Regions from separate parts of the Mus musculus genome. Here region 1 is linked to region 2. The links are chromatin contacts, called in public ChIA-PET maps. All regions are on one chromosome and are shown on one strand. Each heading gives the region's core, a stretch centred on a gene start, on an enhancer-like site or on the middle of the called end of the contact. The rest is flanking DNA. Distances are from core to core; before and after follow the strand shown.

The links. ChIA-PET counts read pairs in DNA pulled down with a chosen protein or histone mark.
Region 1: a contact with region 2 is called in an RNA polymerase II ChIA-PET map of memory CD8 T cells, with 18 read pairs. The contact joins two enhancer-like sites. A contact is called at or near these places in 2 of 484 Hi-C or Micro-C datasets (both in CD8 T cells), 3 of 115 datasets of contacts at active chromatin or transcription factors (embryonic stem cells and memory CD8 T cells) and 1 of 9 other capture datasets (embryonic stem cells).

What each region holds. Positions count from the first base shown.
Region 1 is chr6:140,706,338-140,709,746 of GRCm38.p6, reverse strand. All of the region lies in intron 4 of Gm30215 (a long non-coding RNA gene), which reads right to left. Among named protein-coding and RNA genes, the nearest start is that of Gm30215, 28 kb to the right of the region's middle. Within about 2 kb of position 1,501, at least 51 of the 459 cell types and tissues checked have an H3K27ac peak or open chromatin away from gene starts, as enhancers often do. A contact at or near this core is called in CD8 T cells and memory CD8 T cells, where this site is marked.
Region 2 is chr6:140,438,905-140,442,264 of GRCm38.p6, reverse strand. The region is part of intron 3 of Plekha5 (pleckstrin homology domain containing, family A member 5); the gene reads right to left. Among named protein-coding and RNA genes, the nearest start is that of Plekha5, 16 kb to the right of the region's middle. Within about 2 kb of position 1,329, at least 11 of the 459 cell types and tissues checked have an H3K27ac peak or open chromatin away from gene starts, as enhancers often do. A contact at or near this core is called in CD8 T cells and memory CD8 T cells, where this site is marked.

The DNA of each region.
Region 1 (3,409 bases), core at 252-2,751, 270 kb before region 2:
TCCATAGAAGAGGATTCCTGGAGAGAACCCCTGTCCCCACCACCTCCACAGTCTCATACTGCAAAGCCCTGAATGCCCTTCCTTGGAGTTCTCTCGGACCCACTCTGCTGCATTAGTGACGGCCAGGGCAGAGGGAGAAGCCTGGGGACCCCCTCCCCCATGCTCTGTGCAGAGCCCTGACAACTGAGCTCTTAATTTAATAAGGAAGCAAGCCCCATTCCTTGAGACCACTTAGCCAAGGCCGGGTACCAGCTGCCTTAGGTCAGCAGAAACACCCATAGCTTTTCCTCCTTAGAAGGCGGCCCTCCGCCTGTGGTTACACACCTCCCACCCCAAAGGATTCCTGATGGGCTGAAGGAATCACAGACCGCAGGGAACCTTCCTTTGTCTCATGGAGATGGCTTAATGTCCTTTCTTAGGAAGTACAGTTTTCTACTGACCAAGAGATCTGAGCAGGGTATCTGTAGTGCATGTCCCTGCAGGAAGGAAAATATGTTGTCAACACATGCAATCCAACATGCACTTGGAGTACATTGTTGTCTGGGGTTTGCTTGTGTTTCTTACTTTTGGGGGTTTTTTGATTGTTTGTTTGTTTTAAAACAGTCTCACTCTAGCTCAGGCTGGCCTGAGCTGGACTTACCACCACGTCATCCAGGCTGCCTCAAACTCTTATGATCCTCCTGCCTCTGCCTCCTCAGCACTAGGTCTATAGCCATGTTTCACTCTGCCTAGCTTGAGTTGCTGTTTTTTAAGCAGTTTTGTGGTGTTGTTGTTGCTGCTGCTGTTGTTGTTGTTGCTGTTGTTGTTGCTGCTGTTGTTTTGTTAGCCACCGCCCTGGCTTCCCTCAGGACACAGACTTGCTTGCACTCTCACAGCCTTGAACTCAAAAATTTGAGACCAGGCTGGGTAACAGAGCATAACCTCTGTCAATAAGAAGGGATGGGAAAGAGGACGATAAAGAAGAGGGGGAGAAAGGGGGAGAGAGGAGCGAGGGGGAGGAGGGAGGAGGGAGGAAGGAGAAGGGGAAAGGAGATTTAAACTAGACAAACATGTAAAGCAATATAGTGTGTCCTAGAAACCCAGAGGAACTTTGGACATGCAGATATAGTTTCCCCCAGAATTATATTTACCAAAACTGGATAATATGTGTCATTTTTCAAGCCATTGCCTAAAATTCAACTACACACACACACACACACACACACACATATATATATCAAGTGAAAGAAAAAAATTCTCATTAACCACAAAATTCAAAACGATCTAGGCCAGAGCTGTTGAGAATAAGGTAACAGCAGAAATTAATCATTAAGTTACAAAGAAAACTTGCGAAGTTAAAAGCCGTCACCCCAAACGGCGTTTTCAGGGTAATGATGTTTCAAGCTGCAATTTCAGAGACGTTTCCTGTGCATGTTTTTGCGGTTAAGGTCCCTGTTTCTGATGTGCACTTTCAAAACCAAAGGCACGTACATTTACAAAGCAATGCCAATGTAGAAAGAAGAAAAAAACCCTTTTCTTTCCACCAATGTGTACATGAAACACTAACCTCAAAGCGTTCCTATGCTTGAGCAAAACAGGATTCTGAGTCTCTCCTCCCCCACCCTCACTTCGAGGCCATCTCCGTGGAGAGACTTCCCACAGGAAAGGCTTCTTAAACTCAAGTGAAGGCAAATCTCAGCAGACAGGTCTCGTCAACTGTGTTTGCCCCGAGGTAAACCACCCATCCAGCGATATTTCCACACACCTGCCCATTCTTCATCAAATGTAATCCCAAAGTGTCCACTTCTCCCTGGGTCTTTGGGTCTGAAGGCTCCTACATCACAAAAACAGTAAATACAGTCCTTAGACTTTTATCTTGTTAATCTCTCTCTCCTTGTACAGGGTGTGACTGTTTATCTTGACAATTTGACTGGATTTGAAATCTCCTAGTGTGCTCCGGAGGGTTTCCCAGAGAGGTTGGACAGAGGAGCAAACATCCACCGTGCATGTGAGCTGCACCATCCACAGACTGTGTCCTGGGTGAACAAGAAGCTGAAAGGAAGAGAACCCCAGCCTTCATCCCTGGTTCCTGACTGCTGGTGACCAGCTGCCTCAGCCTCCTGCTGGCATGTCCTCTCCCTCCCCAGCTCCCTTAAACTGTGAGGTACAAGTCCCAGCCTTTCTTGAGTTGCTTCTGTCAGACATTTTGTCTCAGCAGCCAGGAATGTTGACTGCAAGTCCTGCGTGGGGTGAGGGAGACAGTACCTGCCTGTCCTCTACAAACCTTCCACGTCACAGCTCATCCTAGGCCAACAGGCAGATTAACAAGAATGCAGCATGCAGCTGGACGTGGTAAGACCTTTGACAAATCAAAAGAAACTAGAGGCCCAAAGAGTCCGTGAAACCTGAGCATTTAAATTCACGTGAGGTTGGGAGCCAAATACGGACTTTTGAGAAGGAAGAGGACAAAAGCAACCGGGGAGCTGCTCACGGCAGCACAGATGTGTCTCTGTGCCCCGGTGGTCAGAAACAAGGATGCTTCCCTCAGCGATGAGACAACCTCGCTCACGGAGCTCTTATCACCTGCTTCCTCAACAGGCACAATTCCTTCCTGTGTTTTATCCGGCTGAAGAGATAGCTCAGTCAAGGAAGTACTCATCACACAAACATGTGGTCCTGAGTTTGATCCCCAGAACCCATATGAAAAATGTCAGGCACTTGGAAGGCAGAGATAGGATCGTGCCTGGGGCTTAAGGAACTGCTAGACTAGCCCATTCCAGGCCAGTGACAGACAGCAAGGTGAATATGGACTAAGGAACAACAGCCAAAGTTGACTCTGGCTTACCCATACACAAATGTGTGCCACACACACACACACACACACACACACACACACACACACGCACGCACGCACGCACGCACGCACAAACACGCGCGCACGTGCATGTGCACAAAGACTTGGGGGCGGGATGTTAGGCAAGCAGGGACTTGAGGAAGCTTTACTTCCTAGGTTTTATGACTCATTGATGGGGGAAAAGGTGACCTTCCTAGCCAAGCATAAGTCACTCTGATGGTTAATCTTGTCAATTCCGTGAAATCTGGAGTCACCCGAGACAAACCAGTGCCATGACCAGAGTCTCAGACTAAAAAGAAAAATGAGCCTGCAGACAATGGGGCTCAGGTTTAATCCCTTCGCTCCCTAAGCTGACTTGACTATATTTTCATCCCAGCAATAAGATAAGTAATGACCACTGGCAACCTGAGCCCCATCGTCACCGCAGCCAGCCACCGAGCTCTACGGGCAGGTTGTTTCTGCTAATACTAGTTTGATTTCTATAAAAATATCAAGCAACCAACCCTTTGAAAAGTCAGCAAGGGATATACTGCAGAGGTTAGGCCACATTCAAGATAAAATCAAATCAGACCCTGT
Region 2 (3,360 bases), core at 80-2,579:
TTGTCATTCCTACACGGCTGCCTCAGCCAACTCTGTGATAGAAGGCCACCAAAGTCTGCTCTGGTTCCACACATGCTGTGAATTTTCAAAAAGAGGCAAAGGAAGAGGTTATATTTGCAGTGAAGATGTCCACCTTAACACTCATGCAAGAAACTAACAAAAAAGGAAAAATATAAATATGAAATCTTGATCCTTGGGTTTTAGATTTGATTTATTTAATAACTAGAATTATATGAATTAATTAAACTATCTCCTCAGTACTTGCACATGTTATTAATGTTTGGCATATTTAAATAGTTCACATTTGGAAAATGCCATTTCTAGTTTTAAAAGATTACTACAAAAAAACCCATAGAGAAAATATGAATAATCTTAAATGAATATAGAATCAGTCTCCTATGTATGTATTTCACATCCAGAGATTTATCAGTTGTGGACAGAAAGCATCAAGGGAAAAGGCAAAGTGTCTGAAAAGAGGCTCTGGGATGGCCACACAGGGATAAGAAGCTGAGGCCATCAAGGGAAGGGATGAAACAGACCCCACTATATAGCTACCATCATTCCACGATGTTTGGTCTCAGCACCACTTGTCTGAGAATTACTCCTCAAGTCTTACTCATATACTACATCATAGGCCTATGACGACTGAGTCTGTACTGAACGCATACAACTCTTCTAGTCATTATCCCTAAGCCAGTATGGGGTAAGGGGTGATTAACGCACATTTCCATTCCATTAGGTATCTAGGTAGACTAAAGATGATTTAAAGTATACAAGAAGGTGTGTGTGTGTGTGTGTGTGTGTGTGTGTGTGTGTGTGTTGCACGTAAATACCACACTTCATAAGGAACTTAATCCCTTGCAGACTTTGCTATGCACTTAGACAGTGTAGCAGGCTGTGTAGATTTAGAACTTTAGCACCAAAAAGTTCACGTAAATCTACCTGAACACCAGTCTAGAGCTTCCTGGGATGCCCTCCACCTTTCAGCAAATGAGACTCTGGCCTAAGGGTATCGTTTCTCTAAGAATCTATTAATTAATGCCAATAGCCATCGTCCCTCATCTTCCCGATTTGCCCTCTGACCCCACTTTAGTCCTACCGAGCTCTGTACTTTCTTTGCAGCCTGTAAGGGAGCCAGCTACGGAGCAGCTCCTTCACTACCACCCTGCACCCTGGCCTTGCATCCTAGCCTCTTAGGGCATCACCTCAGCATCTAACTCTCAATGACTTTCTCCTGAGGACATGAACTCTGCACTCTCTCAAACAGTTCAGCCAGCTACACCTCCACCAACCACATCCTCTCTTTAGAACCTGGTTACCCCATAACTGGCACATAACAACCCCAGTTTCAGTGGCCACACCATACCGCACCACACTCCAGTAAGCATGCTTACCTACACTCCCTGTGTAGCATCTCTGGTCTTGGGAGAAACTCTACCCTAATCCATTAGCTGTCTTCTTGCTCCACACCCCACCTTCCAAGTATGAAGTCTAACTGTGAACAGATTTTCCTCCTCCTCAGTCTTCAGATTGCCTAACTTTTATTGTATTTGTGCAGTAAGCGTTTGTGGCTTCACCTCTGCATTTTCTCTGAGCTCCCAGACTTCCGCCATGATGAACTAATTCCCTACAGTGTACTGAAGACACAGGTTTTTCCATGTGGTATTTTAACAAGTTTGTTGCTTATGATAAAAATCCCATAAGCAGAGAAAAGGTTTGAGAATGTTGTGATAACCAGGGCCAGAGGCCCTGCACGCGTGTGAAGCTCACATCACTACAAAGAGTAGACAAAACCTCAATGCGAGGAAGCAAGCTTACAGGGAAAATAAAGGTGGGTTAGAATGACAGCAAGTGCCTGATCGCCAGGCGGGGGAGTGGGCATGGGCAGAGCTCTGAGCTTGCCTTCTAGAAACCTGTCCTAAAACACAATGAAACTCAGGCAGTTCCTCTAGGCCCACTCTGGCCCTGCTGAGACTACCAAGTCAAGTACACACAGCAGTACAACAACATAACTCTACTCTGTATGATTTAGAAATTAACTTTTAATAAAAATACTAAGTTTCTTTGTAAAAGAAGACAGAATCCGTAATAAGTCCACTGTTCAGTTTAATCCTGTATTTGAAATGGGGAGAGGGGTCAATAATGTTTTTCTGCATATGCTATTGGATTTGAAGTATTCCATTTTTTTCTTTTCCTCTGAATCTGGTGGTGTAAGTCTGCTCTCGTCACAAATGCAAACTACTTCACCCCCAGCCCTGAGTCTGAGCTGCTGGTGAGACTACCACTGGCCAACCAGTGGAAGAGGTCAGAGGTCACACCACCCCAGGACGAAGACCAGGCTTCAAGAGACCCATGAGTGTGCTCTTTTACTTGAATGCTTTTTCTTGGTAATTAAAAAGAAAAATGTGTACAGGTATTTGTCTGTATCTGTGCACTATATGGACGTGTGATGCCCACAAACTACAGAGGGTGCTGGATCCTTTGGGCTGGAGTTACAGATGGTTTATGAGCCATCATGTGGAGATTAGGGACTGAACCTAGGTCATCTAAAAGAAATATCAATGTTCTTAAGCTTAAGAAGGTAGCCTACAGCATGAATACTGTACGCAAAAAAGATCTGTGTCCTGGTCAGGGTGGCACAAATGTTATCACGCTGCTCAGAACACCATAGAGTTCAAAATGTATGAAATATTTATTTCTGATACTTTTCATTTAATATTTTCGTACTACTGCTGACCACAGATATAAGAAAACTGCAGAAAACAGAACTACAAATAAGAGGCCAATGACAGCAGTCCAGAGCAGCCAGTATCAAAAACACCTTTCGCCTTTTCCTTCACAGAGAGGAGCAGGCCCAGCAGAAACTAGAAGAACTGCTTGGGATGGCCCCAAGGATGCACACAGAACCACACACACAGTGGTCGTGCGGTGCCCGTTTCTTCCCTCCTGCAGCAGTCTCTGTAACCTGGGCTGGGCGGCCTCGAGCTCAGCGTCAGTTACTAAGCTTTCCTACTGTTTGTGATACAGTGATAGCTGCTGGGGCGAGCTCTGATTCTTCCCATCTAGTCTACCCTGCGAGCCTATACCTTTCCCCATTAATACTTTTGAGAAAGAGAAATCAATAACTAAAATACTTAACGTCAGTCTTCTTCCATGACACTAAAGAAGCCAGCCAGCCAGAAACCACTCTACTAAGACAGGACAGAGAACTCTGTCAGGGGATTTTACTTCTCTCACCAATTACCTAGCTAGCTTCTAATTCATAGCTTCTTCCTGTGAAATCTGCTATAACAAAGCAAATAAGCTACATGCAAGCTCAACTTCACTCTGGAGAACAGCTGGAGGGAGGGCCAACTTGAT